7 separate regions of the Mus musculus genome follow, and regions 2, 3, 4, 5, 6 and 7 are each linked to region 1. Evidence: chromatin contacts called from public HiChIP or PLAC-seq and promoter capture Hi-C data. All regions are on one chromosome and are shown on one strand. The core of a region is the stretch at or near the end of the contact, and the rest is flanking DNA. Distances in the headings are between cores, read along the strand shown. Region 1 holds the start of Lamp2 (lysosomal-associated membrane protein 2). Region 2 holds the start of Pgrmc1 (progesterone receptor membrane component 1). Region 3 holds the start of Ube2a (ubiquitin-conjugating enzyme E2A). Region 4 holds the start of Rpl39 (ribosomal protein L39). Region 5 holds the start of Upf3b (UPF3 regulator of nonsense transcripts homolog B (yeast)). Region 6 holds the start of Nkap (NFKB activating protein). Region 7 holds the start of Rnf113a1 (ring finger protein 113A1).

Evidence for each region. Promoter capture Hi-C pulls out the DNA fragments that hold promoters and counts their contacts. HiChIP or PLAC-seq counts read pairs in DNA pulled down with a chosen protein or histone mark.
Region 2: a promoter capture Hi-C map of erythroid cells shows a contact between it and region 1, with 53 times the contacts expected there. The contact joins the promoter of Pgrmc1 here to the promoter of Lamp2 in region 1. A contact is called at or near these places in 2 of 39 promoter capture datasets (cranial neural crest and erythroid cells).
Region 3: a promoter capture Hi-C map of erythroid cells shows a contact between it and region 1, with 17 times the contacts expected there. The contact joins the promoter of Ube2a here to the promoter of Lamp2 in region 1. A contact is called at or near these places in 3 of 39 promoter capture datasets (the HPC-7 cell line, cranial neural crest and erythroid cells).
Region 4: a promoter capture Hi-C map of pre-B cells shows a contact between it and region 1, with 3 times the contacts expected there. The contact joins the promoter of Rpl39 here to the promoter of Lamp2 in region 1. A contact is called at or near these places in 2 of 39 promoter capture datasets (liver and pre-B cells).
Region 5: a contact with region 1 is called in a promoter capture Hi-C map of erythroid cells, with 4 times the contacts expected there. The contact joins the promoter of Upf3b here to the promoter of Lamp2 in region 1. A contact is called at or near these places in 2 of 39 promoter capture datasets (erythroid cells and liver).
Region 6: an H3K4me3 HiChIP or PLAC-seq map of pro-B cells shows a contact between it and region 1, with 4 times the contacts expected there. The contact joins the promoter of Nkap here to the promoter of Lamp2 in region 1. A contact is called at or near these places in 2 of 39 promoter capture datasets (the C10 cell line and liver) and 1 of 115 datasets of contacts at active chromatin or transcription factors (pro-B cells).
Region 7: a promoter capture Hi-C map of hippocampal neurons shows a contact between it and region 1, with 3 times the contacts expected there. The contact joins the promoter of Rnf113a1 here to the promoter of Lamp2 in region 1. A contact is called at or near these places in 2 of 39 promoter capture datasets (cranial neural crest and hippocampal neurons), 1 of 484 Hi-C or Micro-C datasets (CD8 T cells) and 1 of 115 datasets of contacts at active chromatin or transcription factors (astrocytes).

What each region holds. Positions count from the first base shown.
Region 1 is chrX:38,455,031-38,457,898 of GRCm38.p6, reverse strand. Lamp2 (lysosomal-associated membrane protein 2) reads left to right here and starts at 1,439. Exons shown (of 9, transcript NM_001017959.2): 1 at 1,439-1,650. The coding sequence starts at 1,596. It overlaps LOC115489130 (a long non-coding RNA gene), which reads left to right and starts at 1,657. Exons shown (of 2, transcript XR_003953097.1): 1 at 1,657-2,593.
Region 2 is chrX:36,596,711-36,599,578 of GRCm38.p6, reverse strand. It overlaps Pgrmc1 (progesterone receptor membrane component 1), which reads right to left and starts at 1,386. Exons shown (of 3, transcript NM_016783.4): 1 at 965-1,386. The coding sequence starts at 1,292.
Region 3 is chrX:36,872,823-36,875,690 of GRCm38.p6, reverse strand. It overlaps Ube2a (ubiquitin-conjugating enzyme E2A), which reads right to left and starts at 1,396. Exons shown (of 6, transcript NM_019668.4): 1 at 1,162-1,396; 2 at 900-980; 3 at 499-524. The coding sequence starts at 1,205.
Region 4 is chrX:37,083,809-37,086,676 of GRCm38.p6, reverse strand. It overlaps Rpl39 (ribosomal protein L39), which reads left to right and starts at 1,455. Exons shown (of 3, transcript NM_026055.2): 1 at 1,455-1,552; 2 at 2,589-2,692. The coding sequence starts at 1,550.
Region 5 is chrX:37,108,905-37,111,772 of GRCm38.p6, reverse strand. Upf3b (UPF3 regulator of nonsense transcripts homolog B (yeast)) reads left to right here and starts at 1,451. Exons shown (of 10, transcript NM_026573.3): 1 at 1,451-1,697; 2 at 2,519-2,625; 3 at 2,752-2,858. The coding sequence starts at 1,542.
Region 6 is chrX:37,125,312-37,128,179 of GRCm38.p6, reverse strand. Nkap (NFKB activating protein) reads right to left here and starts at 1,417. Exons shown (of 9, transcript NM_025937.4): 1 at 805-1,417. The coding sequence starts at 1,184.
Region 7 is chrX:37,189,871-37,192,738 of GRCm38.p6, reverse strand. It overlaps Rnf113a1 (ring finger protein 113A1), which reads right to left and starts at 1,517. Exons shown (of 1, transcript NM_153503.2): 1 at 272-1,517. The coding sequence starts at 1,347. The coding sequence ends at 322. Ndufa1 (NADH:ubiquinone oxidoreductase subunit A1) reads left to right here and starts at 1,501. Exons shown (of 3, transcript NM_019443.2): 1 at 1,501-1,750; 2 at 2,776-2,865. The coding sequence starts at 1,649.

The sequences.
Region 1 (2,868 bases), core at 190-2,689:
AATTTCTGAGAATTCACTAAACTGCCCCCACAAATCTCTTCTTAAGCTTATTTTTAAATAGAGCCACAGATTAAAGATCTCCCAAACTGCATGACTTTGAAGCTATGTTTTAGAGCTTCTCTTTGTCTTTTTATTTGTTTGTTTGTTTTGAAACAGGGTTTCTCTGTGCAAACAGAACCTGGCTGTCCTGAAACTTGCTCTGTAGAACAGGCTGACCTCAAACTCACAGAGATCTGCCTACCTCTGCCTCTGGAGTGCTGGGATTAAAGGCATGCGCCACCACGGCTTTTAGTACTTTTCTAAGTGCAGTTCATGGGCCTCAGCATCAGAATCACCCCAGGTGTTTGTTTAGTAAAGGAATAAGACAGGATGGGAGGAGAAACCCTGCAATCCAAGCTACTAGGCATGCCGAGGCAGAGGAATCATATGTTCAAGTGCCACCTGAACTACAGCTATACTTTAAGTGTAAGGTCAAACTATTAGGCAACTTAGTGAGGATTAAACCTCAAACAAACAGTAAGCTTGTAGGAAAAAGGGCATTTGTTTCAGAGTCTCTAAGGCATCATCAGGTAAAATAAACAAAACAAAAACTACTTCCAAAATCCCTGAGAAGAGTGTGTGTGTGTGTGTGTGTGTGTGTGTGAGTGTGTGTGTTTTGGGAAGCAACATTTGAAGGTCATTGCTTTATTCCAACTCTGGAGTTTTACGTTAATGTTGTTTTCCTCTGTTGTTTTGAGACATGTTTGTTTACTGTTCACTTGGCAAGCGTACAGAATACGGGTTAGTATGAACTCATTAGAGAACATTAACTGTATTTGTATTCCAGATAGAAAAATATCTGGGAGTTTATGTATTTTGTAAAGAGTGTCTCTGGGTAGTAATGGGAGTGATCTTGATTTCCTTCTATTCTTATTTCTCTCTCTTTTTTTCTTCCTCTATTTAAAAATATGCTTCCTCTTTCTGACTTCAATTTCCCCATCAAGGAAAGAGAGTGTTATAACTTTGAACTTCAAGAGCATGGTCTGATCTGGTCGTTAATGACTCCATACCCCCTAGCTTCCCTATCCACCTATAGTATAAACTGTGTAGGTGGTCTCTATACTTGAATAATCGTGTATTATTTTTTACATATATTTTCATATATAAATTTACATACATATATATCTTGAGAGGCCTAGCAGCCGTTTTGTTGCCAGAAAAAATGATGCTGTTTGTTCTCAAGGACCTAGAATAGAAATAACCCACTGTCTACAAGCATCAAAGTTCCTCCTTTCCTGCTAGCCTTAAAAAAATGCCCTCCTCGCACAACTCTTTCTAGTTTAATAATGGCTGTGAACCAAAAAGCCAGGGCGTGGCCACGCCGCCCTCCTGCCCGGACATCACCGCCTCCCTCTCAGTTTCTAAGCATGCTGATTGGCTGAAAGGAATAAAGAACCCCGCCCCTGGTCTTATGACTCCAGCTGAAGCGGCGAGTCCAGGCTTTTGCGGTGCCTGGGTGCCTCGGTCGGTGGTCTCTCGTGCTTTCGCTTCCGCAGGGCTGCGAGGGGATTCGTTGGAATTGTCGGTCCGGTGGTCGCCTGGCCTGAGGGATCACGATGTGCCTCTCTCCGGTTAAAGGCGCAAAGCTCATCCTGATCTTTCTGTTCCTAGGTGAGTTTTCGGGCCCTCTGGTGTCTTTGAGCCGGGCCCGGGGGATCGGGGAGTTTCAAAGGCCACAACCTGAAAGACTGGTCTTTGAGAAGGCTTTGAGAGACCGAACAGCTGACACTGGGCGGCGGCGGCCCGAGGCGGCGGCGGAGGGGGGACGCGGGGGGGCCGGGAGGGGGGGACACACGACCTGGAGGAAGGCCTGGCCGTGGGATGGCCCGCCAGGAGGGCCTCTGAGAGTAACAGCGGGGCAAGTAAGGGGACGAGGGAGGACGACGTCAAGGGATTAGGCAAGAGGAGCGCAGAGTTCTAGACCTCTGGGCTAGAGAGAGCAACTTGGAAAAAGAGTCGGGGAGCAGACACCGGGGAGGCTTGGTTTCCTGGATCAGGGGAGAGTTTTAAAGATGGTGAAAAAAAAGTGTAGAGCGAGAAATGAATTTGGAACGGAAGGCGCTGTACCCTCGTGAAATTATTGGGGAGGGGGAGGGCATAGGGGGGTAGGTAGATAGGACAGTAGGGCCCAAGGGACAGAGACACCGTTTTGGGAGCTTTGTAGGTAGGACTTGAGGCTGGGAGAAGCAGTGATTGAAGAGCTAAGGAATGGCCTTGGAGTTTTGAGAGTGAAGGGATACACACACACGTACATACATATACATATAGTGACTGGGGCTGGAGTAACTTCCGGAAAGAAAAGTTATATCCAACCTCTGGAGACTAAAGGGATGAGTTGATAACTTTGGTGGGGGGTGAGTATCTGACTTAAAGGTGGTGAGGATCTCGGTTTTTTTGTTTCGTTTTGTTTTTTTTTTTTTTTTTGTTATTGTTGTTGGTTTGCTTGATTTTTGTTGCTTTGTTTGTTTTTCTCGAATAACTTTCGCTACTTCCTCCCAGCCAGACACCGGACAGAAATACCCCTAGATGCTAAAGCCGGGGAGCTTCCAAGATGGTAATTGTGTATCTGAGCTTTGTATATTCAATCCATTTTCTTCACAACCGCTTGGATTTTTTTTTTTTTCTGCTTCTTTTTTTTCCTCACTACAGGTCAGCTTAGTCGTGGTTTTAAAGTGGTGGGAAGAGTTGCTGGGTTAATAATGTTGGTTGTTTGTGATCTGTCCCAATAGACTTGAGAGTCCATAACAGCCTAGGCTTGAACTTTGATCCCAGTGTCCTCCTGACCTGATTTACTCTGCTCCTTGTTACCTTGTGCCTTCTGCTGTTTGT
Region 2 (2,868 bases), core at 137-2,636, 1.9 Mb after region 1:
GTGATAGGCAATCCAGTTTGGAAAAGCCTCATTTCTGGGGAGTTGTCCATCTCTTGTTTTCCCCTTGGTTGGCTTTTCCTGAAATCCCCCCACCCATCGGGCTTCACAGCCTTACCCTATTGTTTCTCAGGACCCTTCCACTCCTCCCTCCCACCCCCGTTTCATTTCATTTTATTTTTTCCACCTCCCAGTCTCCCCACTCTATCATACACTAAATATGGTGTTTCTGACCATCTCACCATGTTACCATAGTCCACCACACACTGCTCTTAATGCATCCAACCAAGCTTGGTCGCTTATTCATCATCCAGCCTGAGTCCACCCCACTCTGCACGCACATACACATACCAAAGACATACCTAACACATGTCACATTCCAAGCGCCACCCCCCAGACAAACGGTGTACACCAAACACACATTCACTGCGCATGCACACAGTGTACACACACACACACACACACACACACACACACACACATTCTCCGCCAGGAACAATGCTGCTTTACCTGACACTAATCCCCTTCTCCACTTTCTCTCTTTACACACCCTTACATTCCACCATGGCTCCTCCGGCGTCATCGGCCTCCACGTCTTCTCAAGTGTCTGGGCCTCTCTGGAGACACCTTCATTTTTTCCCCTCAAATCCGAAGTCTCCCCCTCTTTTCAGGACCCCCGCCCCAAAGCCCACTACCTTCGAAAAGTTCCCTAATATCCCGGGGCTTCGGACCTCGCTGTCCCTCCCACCCGCGGTTTCCAAGGCTCAGCCTCATTCGGGCATCCCATCCCCCCGTACGCACCCCCACCCACCCAGAGCCTCGTGCCCCCGGCCCGCTCCCATTGCTGCCCGCCTTCCCTCCGACCCTCCCACGGGGGCGCCCCACCTCCCCCGGCCTCTCTCCCGCCCCGCTTCCACGCCAGGGTCCCCTCTTTTGTCTCCACGACCCCCTGGCCCTGCCTCCGTACCAGGCCCGTAGAACTTGCGGCCTTTGGTCACGTCGAACACCTTGCCGTTGATGGCCATGAGAATGCGCGGGTCCTGGACGCCATCGAAACGCCTCAGCTCGGCAGGGGTGAAGTCGCGCCGCTTGAGGCGGGGCAGCGGGGGTGGTTCGTCGTCGTCGTTGTCGCCACTGGCACCGGGCTGGTCCCCGCGAACGATCTTGTAGAGCAGGAAGATGCAGAGGCCCAGGAGGAGCAGGTTGAGAGGAGACGTGAAAATCTCGTGCAGCAGCCCGCCGCCCTCTAGCTCGCTCGGGTCGGCGCCAGTCGCCACCACATCCTCGGCAGCCATGATCTCTGGAGCAAAGGTTGGGCCCGGCTAGGCAGAGCTCCGGAACAGTCCGCTTCCTCCGCCCTCCCAGCGAACAGTGGCGCGCAGCGTTCTTTGACAGAGGAAGAAAAGCTCGGGAGGGGCGGGGCTCCGGGGGCGGAGCCTATAAGCCCCCGCCCTTCGCGGCCACCTAAGCGCCCCGCCCTGCTCGGGCTGGCTCGGGCAAGCTGGGCCTGGTTCGGCCTCTGCTTCGGGCCCCCTATGTAGCCTCGGGGGTCTTGGTCTTTCTCCCTCAACCGCTCCGTCAACCAGGGCCACCGAGCCCAGCCCACCTCTCTGTTCTACCTGCTGGGCCTCTGCCCCGGTTTCCGGGCACCCTCAGATCATAGTGCAGCTCGCAGACACACAGCTCAGTCTCTTGGGTACAGTGGGTAGCTTCCCGCTGACCCTGTGGGGAAGCCTTGACTTTAGGGCCCGCTCCTCGCGGCAAATGACGTCAGTTAAAATGAGGTCGCATTTCTCTTGCTTCGCTTCTATTTTAAAGCCCCTTATACTCTCTCCCCTGGGCCATACCCTTAGAGCCAGGTAGCTGTTTTGGGATACTCTAATATCATGCCTTCAACTCCTTTTCACCTTACAGTCCTAGACTATTCGAACATCCATTTTGGGATGGTTCGCCTCCAATTCTTGCCCAAAAGCTGTGGGACTAACACCCAAAGGACAGCCAGTCAGGTAACAGGCCTGTCAATTCTATAAAATCTGGAGCTCAGATCGCCAGATTTTGCGTTTGTTCTTAAAGTTTTTTTTTTTCTTTTTGAAATCATCAATTATGCTTAGTCACAAGGCACCAGTAATCAACAACTGACATTCTGTTGTTGAGCCTTTTTTTTCTATAGAAATACCAGAATAATGTTCAAAGTTCCGTTGCTTGACAGCATTCTTCTATTTGAAGTCTGTGGAAACTACCCTTGGCAGTCACTGTAACCCTGAGCACAGCCCCTGATAAACGCTGGAGTTTGGAAGGATCCTAGATTTTATCTTTTTAGATTCCCAGGCTTCTGGTGTGCAAACAGGCTGCACGGGAGCAGGCCTCTATGGAACAAGGATTGTGCCTATTTTTCAGAGACCTAATCTGGCTGCCCCCCCCCTTAAATTGTAATTGGGAAACGGTAACATAAGAAAAAGGAGAATAATTAAAACCAAGCCATGCACACATCTGCAGAGCAGGGCACGACTTTTCCATACAATCCTGTTTGTACACCACTTACATGCAAGAGATTTGTGCAGAGAATTGGCTAAATTCTGAAAACTTTTGGCAAACACTGCTGTAATCCCTGCCCCCCCCCATCTTCTTAAAGTGTAATGAGTCAAACACTCTTTATATCCAGCCCACACATTTTTTCCCCCAGAGCTAAATTTAGGATTAGCTAAACCGGCCCCTCCAGATCTTTTGTCAAAACTCTTCAACTTAATCATCATGAAACAAGCTCAAACTGAGAGCACTCAGCTCCGGTTAGAATCCAGTTATCCCTTTCACAGAGTACTGTGAGCAGCAAAGATATTTCTTAAAAAATAACAAACTTGTGAAAAATGTTTT
Region 3 (2,868 bases), core at 147-2,646, 1.6 Mb after region 1:
TTGCTCAAGCCAGGCAGGCAACTGTATGTCAGAGAAGCTTGCATCCATTCAGCACTAAACAAGCCACACACTAAGCACTGCTGAACACACTTCTTGCCCTGGGGATGGAACGCTTTGTGGACCAGATGGTTGCTGGTGAACTGGTTTCCTGCTGCATTATCTCTGTGGGGGCTAAAGTTAGCAAGAAGGCTGCTCAAACCTCCACAACCCTGAATACCAGCGCTGTGGCACTTCTTTTAAAAAGTGACTACTTTCACCCAGGATGGATTAAACGGGGGGGGGGGGAGACGACACAAACGAACGGAAAAAGTGAAGTTTTGATTAAGCCTAGGTCTAGCCAGAACAATCCGCCACACACTGAATTTCACTTGAGCCTTTGGTGGTCAGAGGTGGCAGGGGCAAAGCCGCTTCTTTAAGTGGGGGGCGCTTGCTGATACCCGGGACCCCCTTTCCCCTGAAGAGTAGGCTCCTGAAAGGTGGGCTAAGAAACTCTCTTACCATCCTCAAACGGGGTCCCTTCGGGCCTGCAACACAGAATAAAAACAAAAACAAGAGCCCGTTAGTGCCGGCTCAGAGGGTCCCCGCCTCCCCGCAGCCTCAGAGGCGGCGGCTCTGTCAAGGTTTCCCATCCCTGCCGCCTGGTCCGTCCCGCACCGCTGTCCCGGGTTAGGAAAAGGCGGCGCAGGCCGCCGCAGCCTCCGCTGCCCCTCGCCACCAAGAACCCCAAAGAGTTCCCCTAGCAGAGAGAAGGCAGCTAATCGAGGCAGAGGCTCCGGGGAGGCGCCTAGGCCCAAGCAACCCCAACTCTCTTCCCCTTTCCCCCCATGCGCGGCTCGTCTAGGGGCCGGCCCCGGTCCTCCCTGCCCCGGTCGCCGGCGAGAGCCGGCCCGCAGACTCACCCAAAAATGACCGCATTCCAAACCATTATGTTGTTCTCCGACGGAGCCCCGCTCACTCCGGCCGGAGGATCTTCCTGTAACCTTCAGAAACAGACACACAGCGGCTGCCCTCAGCCCCGCGATTCGCCGCCGGGATCCCCCTCCCCATCACACCCGGAGCCGCTCCGCTTCGGGCTCCGCCCTGTGCCCCCCGGCAGGCAGGCAGGCAGGCGGGCAGGCAGGCCGCCCCCTCGAGCGCCTGGCCCTCGCGGACGCGGGTTACCTCTTGAAGTCCCTCATGAGGCGGCGCCGGGCCGGGGTCGACATGGCTTTAGCGGGCTCAGCAGTCGGGCATATACCAGGGTCCGCGGTCCCCGAGGAAGCCGAGGAAGCCGGAGAAGCCGAGGAGGCGCCGAGAGGGACGGCACTGCCGCTCCGGAGCCGAGGGTCGGTCTGGCGCCGGCTAAGCACCACCCCAGAGTAGACGGGGGCCGAACCAACCTGGGGAGAACGCGCGGGGGGGTGCGGGGAACGCCTTACGCCCGGCGGACCGTACCAAGGCGGCCACGGGGCGGGGAGAGCCAAAGTTGACCTGTCAATCACGTCCCACCTGAGAGCCCTGGCCCTGGACCTAAGGGAGGAGGTGGCCAAGTTCCCTGGGGGAAAAGGCTAGGCGGGAAGCAAAGGAAACCTTCAAGTCCCGGTGATTTAACAGGGAGCAGCGCGGGCCCCACTTGCTGACTTGAAGAGGAACCCCTGCGAAGTTTTCTTTTTATAGGTACTTACTTTTTTTCGGGAAGGAGGGGCTCTTTTTCTATCTTTTTTCCCCCTCTGTTGAGACAGAGTCTCCTATAGGCCAGAGAACCTCGAACTCACTGTGTCGTTGAGCATGATTTTGAACTCCTGACTCTCCTGCTTTCACCTCCCAAATGCTGGGATTACAAGAGTGCACCACCATGCCAGTCTTTTAATTACTTCTTGTTTTGTTATTGGTTCCCCCTTCTTCCTCCACTTATTTGTTGATTGATTGATTGGCTGATTGATTGTAGGGTTGGTCTCTTGTAGTATCTAATGTAACACAGGCTAACTCAGACTCACTGTGAATCCCAGAGGCTGGACTTGGAGGTCACCTCAGCCTGCCAGGAATATGTCTTTAACCTTTCTTCTGTTTTGACAAAGAATGAATTATTAAACTGCCAACTACTGTTTAGGGTCGGGGAAAGAGGCGAGAAGATTAGTTGAAAGAAAAGAGTGGAGGAAAGACTTGGCACAGGCAAAGCAGTTCTCCAAAGGCAAGGATGTTAGGGTCACAGTCCTGTAGACACGAGAGGCTGGGGTAACTGCTTAAAGTCATGGGGAAAGTAATATAAATAAATAAATAAATAAATAAATAGCTCTTGAGTATGAAAATGGACTTTGGGTCCATCTTCTTTGAGATGAGGGTGCACAATTCAAACCCAACTTTTAACCCTAGGACTGAATGAAATGATGTTGGGGGGCAGTGGCAGAAATGAGAGCTTCGCCGTGGTGGCGCACGCCTTTAATCCCAGCACTCGGGAGGCAGAGGCAGGCGGATTTCTGAGTTCGAGGCCAGCCTGGTCTACAAAGTGAGTTCCAGGACAGCCAGGGCTACACAGAGAAACCCTGTGTCGGAAAAAAAAAAAAAGAAAGAAAAGAAAAGAAAGAAAGAAAGAAAAAAAAGAAATGAGAGCTTCTCCCAGGGAAAATAGACTTTTTACAATCTCTATGGGTACTCACAATTTGTCTCTGGAACCACATTTCCCCTTGGTAATTCAGCAAGCCAAGCAGCTAGTTTAGAAGAGTCTGAGGTATGAGCTTATCCAGCTGGAGAGTATTGGAAGGACCGGAGGCGGCAAGGAGAGGCAGGGCGCACAGGAAAAGCTGCAAGTCTCAGGCAAGCCTCCCAGGGAGTATAGGGACCTGCAAAAGCAAGAACAGTTTCAAAGAAGCATTTTCAAAGATCAACCCA
Region 4 (2,868 bases), core at 206-2,705, 1.4 Mb after region 1:
AAGTAAGGTCTCAATATATAACCTAGGCTAGCTCACAATTTATGATCTTCTGGCGTCTGCCTCATAGGGACCTCATAGGGGTACACAACTATACCTGACTTTCTGTTTTATTTACACAGCAGTTGAGCAGATGTCAAAGAGAAGTAGTTCTTACCTTCCACCTTTTTGAGACAGGGTTTGCCTTGTTTCTGTTGCTGTGTTAAATACTCCAGGCTAGCTGGCCCTCAATCTTCCAGGACTTTCTCTCCTGTCTCCACCTTCTATTGTGCGGTAGGAATCTTAGGGTTGCAGATACATAGGAGTACTTATTTATTTATTTATTTATTTAGCGACAGGGTCTATATGTAGTAATCCTGACTGGCTGGAAGCTCAGTATATAGACTAGGCTGGCCTTGAGCTCAGAGATATTGATCCTTCTGCTTCAAGTGCTAAGATTAAAAGTGTAGGCCACCACGCCCTGTATCTTCACTTTTTGGGACTTGAACTATAAGTTGGCAGGATTGCGTAACTGGTGCTTTTATCTACTAACGATTCCCCTGGCCCTGGTATATGGGATTTTTACCCCACCGGAGACAGAGTTTCTCTGTGTATCTTTGGCTGTCCTGGAACTCGTGTGAGTAAACCAGGATGGTCTCAAACTCAGAGGTCTGTCTGCCTCCCAAGTGCTGGGATTAAAGGCGTGCACCACCACTTTCCGGCGCCTTTTTTTTTTCTTAAGATTTACATATTTATTTTATTTATATGAGCACACTGTAGTTATTCACTACAGATGGTTGTGAACCACCATGTGGTTGCTGGGAACTGAACTCAGGACCTCGGGAAGAGCAGATGGTGCTCGTAACCGCTGAGCCATCTCTCTAGCTCCGCCTCCCTTTTAATCAAGTATTTTTAGGTACTATTGATAATGGGTCCGTGTGTGTTTACATGGGGACGTGTACCTGTAAATCATAAGTGTAGGTGCCCCTGGAAGTCAGAGACATGTTACCCCCTAGAGCTGGAGGGTTGTAAGCTGCCTGATATGGGTGCTGTGAATGGAACTTGGATTCTCTATAATAGTGAAGTTAGTCATTAAAAGATGTCTGCAGCCCCATCTTCCTCCCTTCCAGGGTGCATCGCCAACCCTAAGCCCCGCCCCTCTCGCAGAAGCGGGGGGAGTTGCAGCTCTGGAAGTGATGTAGGCCTTTTCCCGCCCTCCTCAGAGTTGGTCCCGCCTACTCCGTTTCCAGGTGTTTGCTAAGGGTTTACTTGGTTACTTCTCAAAGGCCACCTACCATGGCCACCAAGGCTGTGGCCCTCAGCACAATGATGATCACCTGCAGGAACAGGCATGGACGCGGAGGCCTCGGAATTACGTTCTCTATAAACCGGTTTGGGTTCCCACGGCCCCATGGGAGCGCAGGGGTGGAGCTAGGGAGGACGCTGCGAGTCATCCATCCCCCCCTAAGCTCCGCCTCTAGCGACTTCTTCTAATCGCGTTCTTCCGGTCCCGGCCTTTCTCTTCTCCATTCCTCCGCCATCGTGCGCGCTATTCTTGATTCGGCTTCTCGCCATGGTAAGACTATCGGCCGCCATCCGTCCCTCAGCGGCTTTCCTGAGGCCACAGACCGCTGTGCCTTTGTGGCAGACATGCGCAGCATTGAGGGCTGGGTGTATTTTTCAGGGTTTTAGTGTTCGTTTTTGGAGCTGGGACACCTATCGGCCTGTGGGCGCGGCATGAAATTATCAAGTCCATTTACCCTTGCAGGATGAGAACGCTCTTCCTGCAGCCTGGCAAGGGGTGCAAAGTATTCTTGTTTCATATAGCCTGGGGCTGACGGTGATCTTCATGATGGGGGGGGGGCAGAACGAGAGGCTTGGGACCACTCTTAGATTGTCCCTGATCGAAGAGCATGAATCGCCATTTGCACAGCGAGATGTCCACAGTAAGGGTTAACAGAACTTTGAGATCCCTTCAGAAGTTAGCGCGTCACTCCTTGGAGGCGTCTGCTAACAGCGCATCAGTCATTGCCTACTGGCAAGATTATGCTTATGGGCGTCTAGGTACAAAGTGGGTTTAGTATCTGAATTTGTTAAATAAAACCTCCAACTGGTCTAGGGGGACGAGTGCGCTTGGCCTTCGTTGCATTTTTTTATGTAATGGTGTTTGCCTACGGAGTGTCTAGGGCTCCGTAATCTTAGGTTAGCCAGCAATGTCACTTGGAGGTAGATAAGACTTACAGAGTACAGTACCTAGTGTCATTGACTTAAAACTGGCCAGGGTTTGCCTAACCTCAAGCCATCCTTGTTCCAGTAAGTCCGTTTCCTCTCCTACTCCAGCTATTCCGTGTTTCATCGCTGGAGCCCAGCAGACAGCCAGTTTATAGGTCAGACAGGACCTGGGCTTAGAAACTTGGTGCTGATTATGAGCCATGTTTAAGCCATTAACTCTTCCTCCAGAGAAGTGATGAGGATAAAGGACTTGGTGGTTCGAGGTCGGGGAGCTTTTCCTGGGTGTATGTTCTGCAGGCCTGATGTTAGTTTGTTGGAATTTGTGACTGAATCAAGAGACTAGGCTGTGGTGTCACTAAGCTGGTTGCATCTCCTCGTAGTCTTCTCACAAGACTTTCCGAATCAAGCGATTCCTGGCCAAGAAACAAAAGCAAAATCGCCCTATTCCTCAGTGGATCCGGATGAAAACTGGTAACAAAATCAGGTAAGCCTTCTCTTGTCCGGCTTGGAAATCGTTATGTTTTAAGTAACTTTGGGCATGGAGATACACAGTTGCAAAGTACGGTCCACCCCAGTCAATTAGTGTGCTGGGGACTCCCTTTTGAAATGTTTTTCCTTTTGTTTGGGTTGGGAGCACGGGGTTGAGAACTGGGAGGAAAC
Region 5 (2,868 bases), core at 202-2,701, 1.3 Mb after region 1:
ACCCCATTTCTTAATTGCAACACACCATGGTTATTTTTAATCATGGTGCTGAGAACCACCTGCCCAGATCAGGAACCTGCCACACTGAGGTGGGTCAGTGCCTTGTTTCTTTGGCCACCAGCAAACTGTACTGGAGACTCCCCTCCCCTTCAGACAGACACACCAGCAAAATGCTTTATTCTTCTCTTCCTTTCTTCATTTCCTCCCTCTTTCCTTCTACAGAAAACATCTTGTTGGGTATTTCATGACCCTCCTGACTCAGCTTCCCCAAAGCAGGGACTACAGAACACGCTACCACACCTGGTTAAAGAGTCCGTTTTATTGCTCAAATTTATGGCATGTACCAACTACTAAGGCATTGTACTTCATTCTGTGAATGTATCACATCTTGCTTGTCCATTCAACTGTTAATGGGTATTTGACCTTTTTCAAAGTGAAGAAAGTGAACAGAATCAAGTTGGATATTTTCCTTTCCCCATCTTGTTGGATAACAGTGTTGGGAGAGAATTCTTTAATTTGGAAAAGAAAGAAAGGTGGTGAAAACAAATGTAATACATTTTGGTTATAATTCATTGAAATTAGTATCTTGTGTGTTTCTTGAGCATGTGTAAATCCTAATGCCTCTGAAAGTATACTTCAGTTTTAAATAGCTTTTCCTTATCTGTTTATTTACCTGATGGTTGTTTGGTTGATATACGTACGGTTCCACTATCTAGCACTAATTTGCCTGAAAGTTGCTATTTAGACCACACTTTGAATTTGTCTTGATCCTTCTCTTTCAGATTCCCCAGTGCTGCAATTATAGGCTCACGTGGCATAAAACCTTGTGGGTATTTTTTATCTGAAAAAGAAAAGCACTAAACTTTTAAGATTAAGGGATCATAGCGGGGCAGTGGTGGCGCACGTCTTTAATCCCAGCACTCCGGGAGGCAGAGGCAGGTGGATTTCTGAGGTCTAGACCAGCCTAGTCTACAGAGTGGGTTCCAGGACAGCCAGGGCTACACAGAGAAACCCTGTCTCAAAAAAACAAAACAAACAAACAAAAAGATTAAGGGATCATATATACTTAAGATGTTTATGGTATTTTTATCTGAAAAAGAATCACTAAATTTTTAAGATCAAATGATCACATATACTAAAAATCTGGATGATTCCCACATTTCTAATCCTAAACGGGCAGCTGCTTTGCATGCTGGGAGTTGTAGTCCAGAAACGAGTCGTTTCTAGACAAGATGGCGGAGTTGCTAATGACGCGCTAAGGGGCGGGCCCCGAGGGAATCTGGGCCGCTAGGGGATTGGGCAGCATGGGGACTTCGGCAGGCGGGAAGTAAAGGTCAGGTATTAAAACCCTAACCCCGAGTGAAACCGAGGGCCTTAAACTCTCGCGAGATCTCCGGGAGCCCAATGGAACGCAGGGCTCTGCTTATCACTAGGGCTATTTGTTAGGGGCGGAGCTCCTGAGGTCTCTCCCGGAGAGTCGTAGGTGCCCGGCGTAACGGCTTAGCAGCTGTGCCACCGCTCTAAAGAGCGTAACCGTGGCCATGAAGGAAGAAAAAGATCATAGGCCTAAGGAGAAACGAGTGACCCTGTTTACGCCGCAGGGCGCCACAGGCGGCTGTATTGGCGCTACTGCCGAAGGCGCCAAAGGGGACGATAGGCAGGATCGCAACAGGGACAAGAAAGAAGCTTTGAGCAAGGTGCCTATCGGGTGGTGGCACAAGAGGGCGGGACATGTCCACGGACTGGGGAGCATGGCTGGGAATGGGGCTGCTCTCTTCCTCTCCCGGGTAACTCTTCTGTTTCTAACTGAATGGAAATTGCTTCGCACTGTCTCACGCACTGGTGGAAATGGGATTAGCAGGTTCTGATAAAGCCCCCGAAATGGGGGGATGGAGGGTGGGGGTGAGGGAAAAGGAGGGTTCCCAGATGAGAAAAGGTTAGTTCAGAGCTGCGACGGTGGGGTAGTTATGAGAGAGGGGAGCAGCAGGAAAGATAGGGGAACTTTAATTGGCTTGAATTGCTAAATAGACCTTGCCACACCAGGGGTTAGGGGTGGGAGTAATTGTGAAGTACGTGTTAATGCAAGCGAGTTGGGGGAGCACATTAAGAGGATTGATGACCAACCTGGAGGAGCAGACAGATGGAGGGCGATGGGTAAAGGATTTCCGTGGTACACAGAATGGGGAAGGGAGTTCATTTAGCGCATTTTAGACCGGTGAGAGAGACAATGTCGCGACACCGACAAAAGACCAGAATTCGTTCAAAATGGGTTTTAAACTCCATTTAAGAACAGAACCTGGGATTTTCCTTGCCCCAGACAGTTGTCACTTCCAGGAGTTTGTATAAACCCGCGTTATCCATACCTTTGAGTAATTCATAGCATTGGATTGCAGGAGAATATGTTCGGTGTTTTTGTAAGTGTCTGTATTTTAGAGCCGATTATCAGAAGCCATGATTCTGGTATGCCAGAAAGTTGGCTGCTATGTACTGATTTTCCTTTCCTCGTTTGTTTCCTAAGGTGGTAATTCGAAGATTACCTCCCACTTTGACCAAGGAACAGCTTCAGGAACATCTTCAACCTATGCCTGAGCACGATTATTTTGAGTTTTTTTCTAATGATACTAGGTAAAAAAAAAATTAATATTTTACCCTCCTTTTCGCTTTTTGGGCTAGTGTCTTTAATGTGTATGTGTTTGCAATTCAGTCAGACACCTGAAACCATAGTCACGTAATTGCTTTCCGTCTCTACAGCCTTTATCCTCATATGTATGCCAGAGCATATATCAACTTTAAAAACCAAGAAGACATTCTTTTATTCAGGGACCGATTTGATGGCTATGTATTCCTTGACAATAAGGGTGAGTATAC
Region 6 (2,868 bases), core at 168-2,667, 1.3 Mb after region 1:
ACAGTCCTACCTCGGCTTCCTGAACGCTAGGATTACAGGAGTGAGACATCATGCATGCCCAGCTTTTGAATTTAAATATGTCTTGAGGCATGGCCTCATGTAGACCAAGGCGGCCGTAAATTTGCTACGTCGATGAGAATGAGTGTTCTGACTTGCCTCAAGAGTCTCACAGTTGTTGCTACTAAAGATTTGTGAGTCTTTTTAAACTAAGAATTCCATTAGAGGAAATCCAATCTCATTCCCACATTGGTTTGCATGGTCAACACGGCTGAGACCACTTGCCAAGACTTTTCCCAACATAGCCTCATCTAATTATTCTTTTCCCTCAAAACCAATACATATACTTAATTACAATACTTCCCAGTTCACTGCAAAACGTTTCCACTGAAATATCCTCTTGTCTCAATTTTTTCTGTTTGTTCATGCAACAAGAAACAGCTGCCATGCCTACCAAGAGGCAGGCACTACTAATTCTGTGATCAATAAAAGTCACAAACCTCTATTTCCGTTTAGTGAGGAATAAAGACAGGTGCACGGATAATGACACCAAGGCATACAATAGCCTCTTACTTTCCCAGTAGGGGTAAGTAGGTAGTGGGAAACCAGGGCCTCTTATGAAGGAGTCTAGGGATGAATGAAAATGTAAGTTAGAAAGGATAAATAAAAAAGGTCACGGGGTGAACTGAAGAAAGAGATGAAAAAGGTGCGAGGCGGATGGGAAGCGAAATAAAACAGAAACAATGAACAAGCTGGACTCAAAGGCAGGCAGAATGACCCAAGAGAGGGTGCGGCGATTTCACTCACTTCTGCCGGAGACTCTCCTCCCTTTCCTTGTCCAGCAGGCTAGGCCATGGCTTGTCGCCCCCGTAGGGACGCGAGTAGCCGCCGTAATAGGCGGACGAGGATGCAGAAGCAAACGGGGCGCTCCGCTGTGCCGAGGGCCGTTCGCGAGAGCGCGATCGAGAGCGGGAGCGGTAAGATTGGTTTCGGGAGCTTTGGCTGAAGCCACTCAGCGAATGACTGAGGCCATTCCGGTCGCCGAACCGAGAACAAGAGCGCGAGCGAGACCGGCGACACCGCGGGGAGCGGGAAGATTTGATGGATTTGGGGCTCCGCGATGGACTGCGACGCTTCGCCCCGGAGGCCTCCCGTTCAGGGCTACGCGAGCCCGATACAGGAGCCATGGTGGGGGAAGCTGAAGCTACCAAGGGGCGGGACAAGGAGGCGCTCTCGCGACCCCCAAAGGTCCCGGACACCTAGGGTCCTAGAGCTTGCAGCCGACCAAATCCGAAAAAAAGCAAGCAAACAAACAAACAAACAAAAAAACCAACTTGGAAACAGTTCCGTGTACAGCGGTAAACCCCTTCCCCCGGACCCAGAGTCCTTGCCGCCAACAGGAAGGGATTTGTGTACCTCTATATAGAAGCCGGCCAGGAAACTGAGGCTACGCTCTCATCCAGTTCCTAGTGAGGTTTCTGAAACCTAAACCGCACTGGATGCCTGAAAGAACATTGCGATGAATGAGACAAGTATTTCATTGAGTAGCCATATAAGCAACACCGCCAATTCTCCCTTTATTTAGTGTGGGACGATCTTTGCCTGTATAGTGTGCGCGTATGAATCTGTGTATGTATTATAACCCCCACTCCCACTCTTTTTTTTTTAATCCCAAGCAAACAAAAGATCATGATTAGGGTTAAGCTTTAATCTAAGATCATTGTTGTCCAGTTCACTTAGAAAGCATACATTCTGATAACTTCAGTCTGTTATACTCCGATTAATTTAGCGACCCAGAGGAAAATCTTAGTACGTAGGTTCAAGCCACCCATCTCTACAAATGTCCCACAAAACGAAGTTATCAAGCCCCTTCAACTAGTCCATCATACACTAGCCCAGCAAAATATAAGGTAGACGATTAATAGTTGTATGTATTAAGTATTTTTAGGCAAAAGAGCATTCAAATATTAATTTTGTTTTTAATTTTTTTGAAATTGAAATGTAATTGTGTCATTTTCCCCTTTCTACCTCCAACCATTCCTGCGTGCCTCCTCTTGCTCTTTTAAACTCATTGCCTCTTTTTCTTTATTTGTCATTACATGTACCTGTAACTATAGCTGTTGTAATGTTTTCACCAGAGAAGACTACTTAGATATGGGTTTTAGCCAATAGAAAGTCACACACGCCGGGGCGGTGGTGGCCCATGCCTTTAATCCCAGCACTTGGGAGGCAGAGGCAGGAGGATTTCTGAGTTCAAGGCCAGCCTGGTCCACAGAGTGAGTTCCAGGACAACCAGGGCTACACAGAGAAACCCTGTCTCGAAAAAAAAAGTTGCGCGCGCACACACACACACACACACACACACACACACACACACACACACGTCCTGTGTTGATATACTTCAGTTAACAAGAACATGTCCAAAAGTGAAACTACAGAAGCCAACAGGGAAGGTCAGTACCTTTAGGAATATTCCCAGAACTATGTACTTTGATCTTTTGTCTTTTGTTTTGGCAGGTGATACTGTCTACATGCTGAATGTTGCAGCCTGAATGGTACTTCCATCATGGAGTCAGTTGTGCTAAGGTCTGGGGACCTACTAAGGTCTAGAGCCCTGTTACAATAACCTGCTCAGAGCATATATTAACCGTATGTTTATGATTTCAGGACCGACCATTTGGTATTGGATAATCAGCTGAGGGAAGACTATTTCTCCTGGCTCTCAGCATTACCTAGTTGCCTGTAGTTCTTTGTCTAGGGTTAGAGCCTCGTGAGATTTTCCCATAATCTATCTTCTGGTGTCATCCTTGTCAGGTCTTGCTTAAGTAGCCATGTTGCTGAGACTTCATAGTTTCTCTGACATTTCTAGGG
Region 7 (2,868 bases), core at 268-2,767, 1.3 Mb after region 1:
TACCAACAGATAAAGCATCAGAGTAATTTCTAAACTATTCAAATGTGATATAATAGAATCAGTTCTTGATGTCATCCCGACTTGGGTTCCCTTACGTAAATCCTAGCATTGTTCATGAACTTCTCCCATCCACATGACCTATGCTATAGTCATGGAAGTTATTTCAGGTCTAGAATTCCAGATAATACCTATCTTGAAGCTTTTCCTCTGGAGCCCTACTCCATCGCCTACCTTCTCTGCCACTTCCCTTTAGAAAGAAAGAAAGAAAAGATTTTAAGAAACAACAAAACATTTATTTTGAGACTGAGAATTATGGAAAGTCTAAATAATGGAAACTGGACTCTCCTCTATGTCTTCTAGAGAATCAGAAACACCACCCTCTGCTTCAGCTCGATGCTTTCCCAGTTTAGCAATCAGTTCTTTGGCTGGATTAAAGACGCCATTGGTCTGCTGGTCACAGACATAGCAGCGTGAGGTGGTACGGAAATGCTGCAATGCACAGCGCTCGCAGAAATAATGCCTACACTTGGTGACAACTGGATTTTGGAAGGTCTGGCGACAGATGAAACACTTGAATGGTATTTCCTCATCATCGCTTCCCACTTCGTAGTTTTCGTCCTCATAGACACCATAGCGACCCTCATCAAGCTCACGTTCGATCTGCCACCCGTGCTTGTAATCTGAACGATCATGGAGGAATTTGCAGCTGTCCCCGAAGCCGCAGAAACCAGTCTCCTTGTAGTCCTTACAGATATCGGGCTGGTAATCCCAGCGCACGGTGGCACGTAGATGCTCAGGAGCTCGGATAGGGCCTTTCCTCACCATCCCGGAGGAAGCATTGCCCATGGATGTATCCTTGGGCTTCACGTACTTCTGATAATTATTGATTCCCCGATAGATCTTGTCATCTTCCTTGCCCCTCAGCTCCTCCTGGATCTTCTGGCTCCGCTCAAAGATGGACTGTGCATCTCGATCCTTCTCAGTGTCCAGTTCGTAGACGGCGGTCGCCCCCATATCCTCGGGCCCCACGGGTTTTGCCGAACGGGTAGACTTGTAGACGACGCCGAGACCCTCCGGTTCATTCTCGTCCTCGCTACTCAAGCCGCCATAGGTTGCCTTCTGTTTAGCGCTGCCACGCGTCTTCTGGATCATCGGATTGTGGGTCGCTTGCTTCTTCTCCGGGCGGACCACAGAGCTGCCTTCATCACTGCTGCTGCAGCTGTCCCCGGAGCCTGCATCACAGAGCCGGCGCTTTCGGCGGCCCGCCGCTCCTTTCCGCCCAGGCTTTTTGAAGAGGAACGTGCACACCTGACGGGTAGAATTCCCGGGAGAAAGTTGCTCCGCCATTTAGAGATCCCCAAGTTCTGAAACTGCCGCGACGTCCGGGACCGCTTCGCGTCGTCACACTCCGTGGTGGTCTCTGATGCAGCGGATCAGATAGGAGGAGTAGGACGACAGAAAGAATCCTGTCCGGGAACGCTTGCTGGACCGCGAACGCCAGTCACTTTTGGGCCCCCACAGCCACCGTCGCTTCCTCCTCCGGAGCCGTACGGGGCACCGCCCCTCCCGCGTGCTGCCGGAAGAGAGGTAAAGCCGGGTCACCTCTGAGGAGCCGGTGACGGGTTGGCGTGCGAGTAACGGTGCGGAGATGTGGTTCGAGATTCTCCCTGGCCTCGCCATTATGGGGGTGTGCTTGGTCATCCCCGGGGTGTCCACTGCGTACATCCACAAATTCACCAACGGGGGCAAGGTAAGGCGGCCGACTCGGCCGCGGGTGGGGGACGGTGGGGGACGGGGGCCATTTATGGTGGGGGACGGTGGCCGTTTGGATGCGCCTTCGCTCTGTGAAGAAGAAGCCATCTAAGGGGGATCCTCCTCTTAATGTTGCCTGAACGCGGAGACTTGGGATTCCACCTTTTAACTTTAGTAAAACATAGCCAGTTTGAGGGCTGAGGAGGAGTGGCCCAAAAGGCAAAATCTATTCGGCAGTTAGCAAGGTAGATGACAAGAGTTGGGCCCTGGTTCCTAGGCAGAGGGAGAAAGGTGTTAGTCATGTCCCCGCTCCTTCCCATCGTTCATCTCCTTGCGGACACTGTTTAATTGATTTTGGTGGATGTATTTGTGCCTTTGAGTGCAGGAGCCCGCGGAGATCAAGAGAGGTCCCCGGGTCTCTTGGAACTAGTAGTTAAAGGAGGCTAGGAGGCAGCAGAAGTGGGTGCCACGAATCCAGTCCACTGCAGGAGCAAAGAGCAGTCAAGTCCAGGAAAGCTGGTACTACTACAGTGAAGCCCCGTCTCAAAAAAAAAAAAAAAAAAAAAGAAGTAGTTGAGAGGGGGAGGAGGATAAAGGAAAAAAATCAGTGGTGTTGGTCCCCTCCCCCAACTCAAAAAGGGAGAAGGCTGAGAAGTCAGTTGCCATCATGGTCTGGTTTCATTTAGGAGATTTTGGCTTTGTATTAGTCATTTAGCTTTTGTTTTAACTTTGTCAAGATTTACTATCTATGTATGTGTCTGCTGCTGTCTGTGTGCACCCATGAAGAGTAGAAGAGGGTATTGAATCTCTCCTGGACTTGCAGTTATGACCCCTCCCCCCCCCAAATAAAATCCAACCAACTTGGTGCTGGGAAGCCAGTTGAGCACCCAAGAATAGCAGGCAGGTACCCTTCCCCTCTGAGCTATCTCTTCAGCCTCTAGTATGTCATTTAAGAAAAATTGTGGGGTATATCTTTTTACTGGGTCACTTATATTTATAAACTGCCTTGTCCTTTATTTAAAGGAAAAACGAGTTGCTCGTGTTCAGTACCAGTGGTATCTGATGGAACGCGATAGACGTATCTCTGGAGTCAATCGCTACTATGTGTCCAAGGTA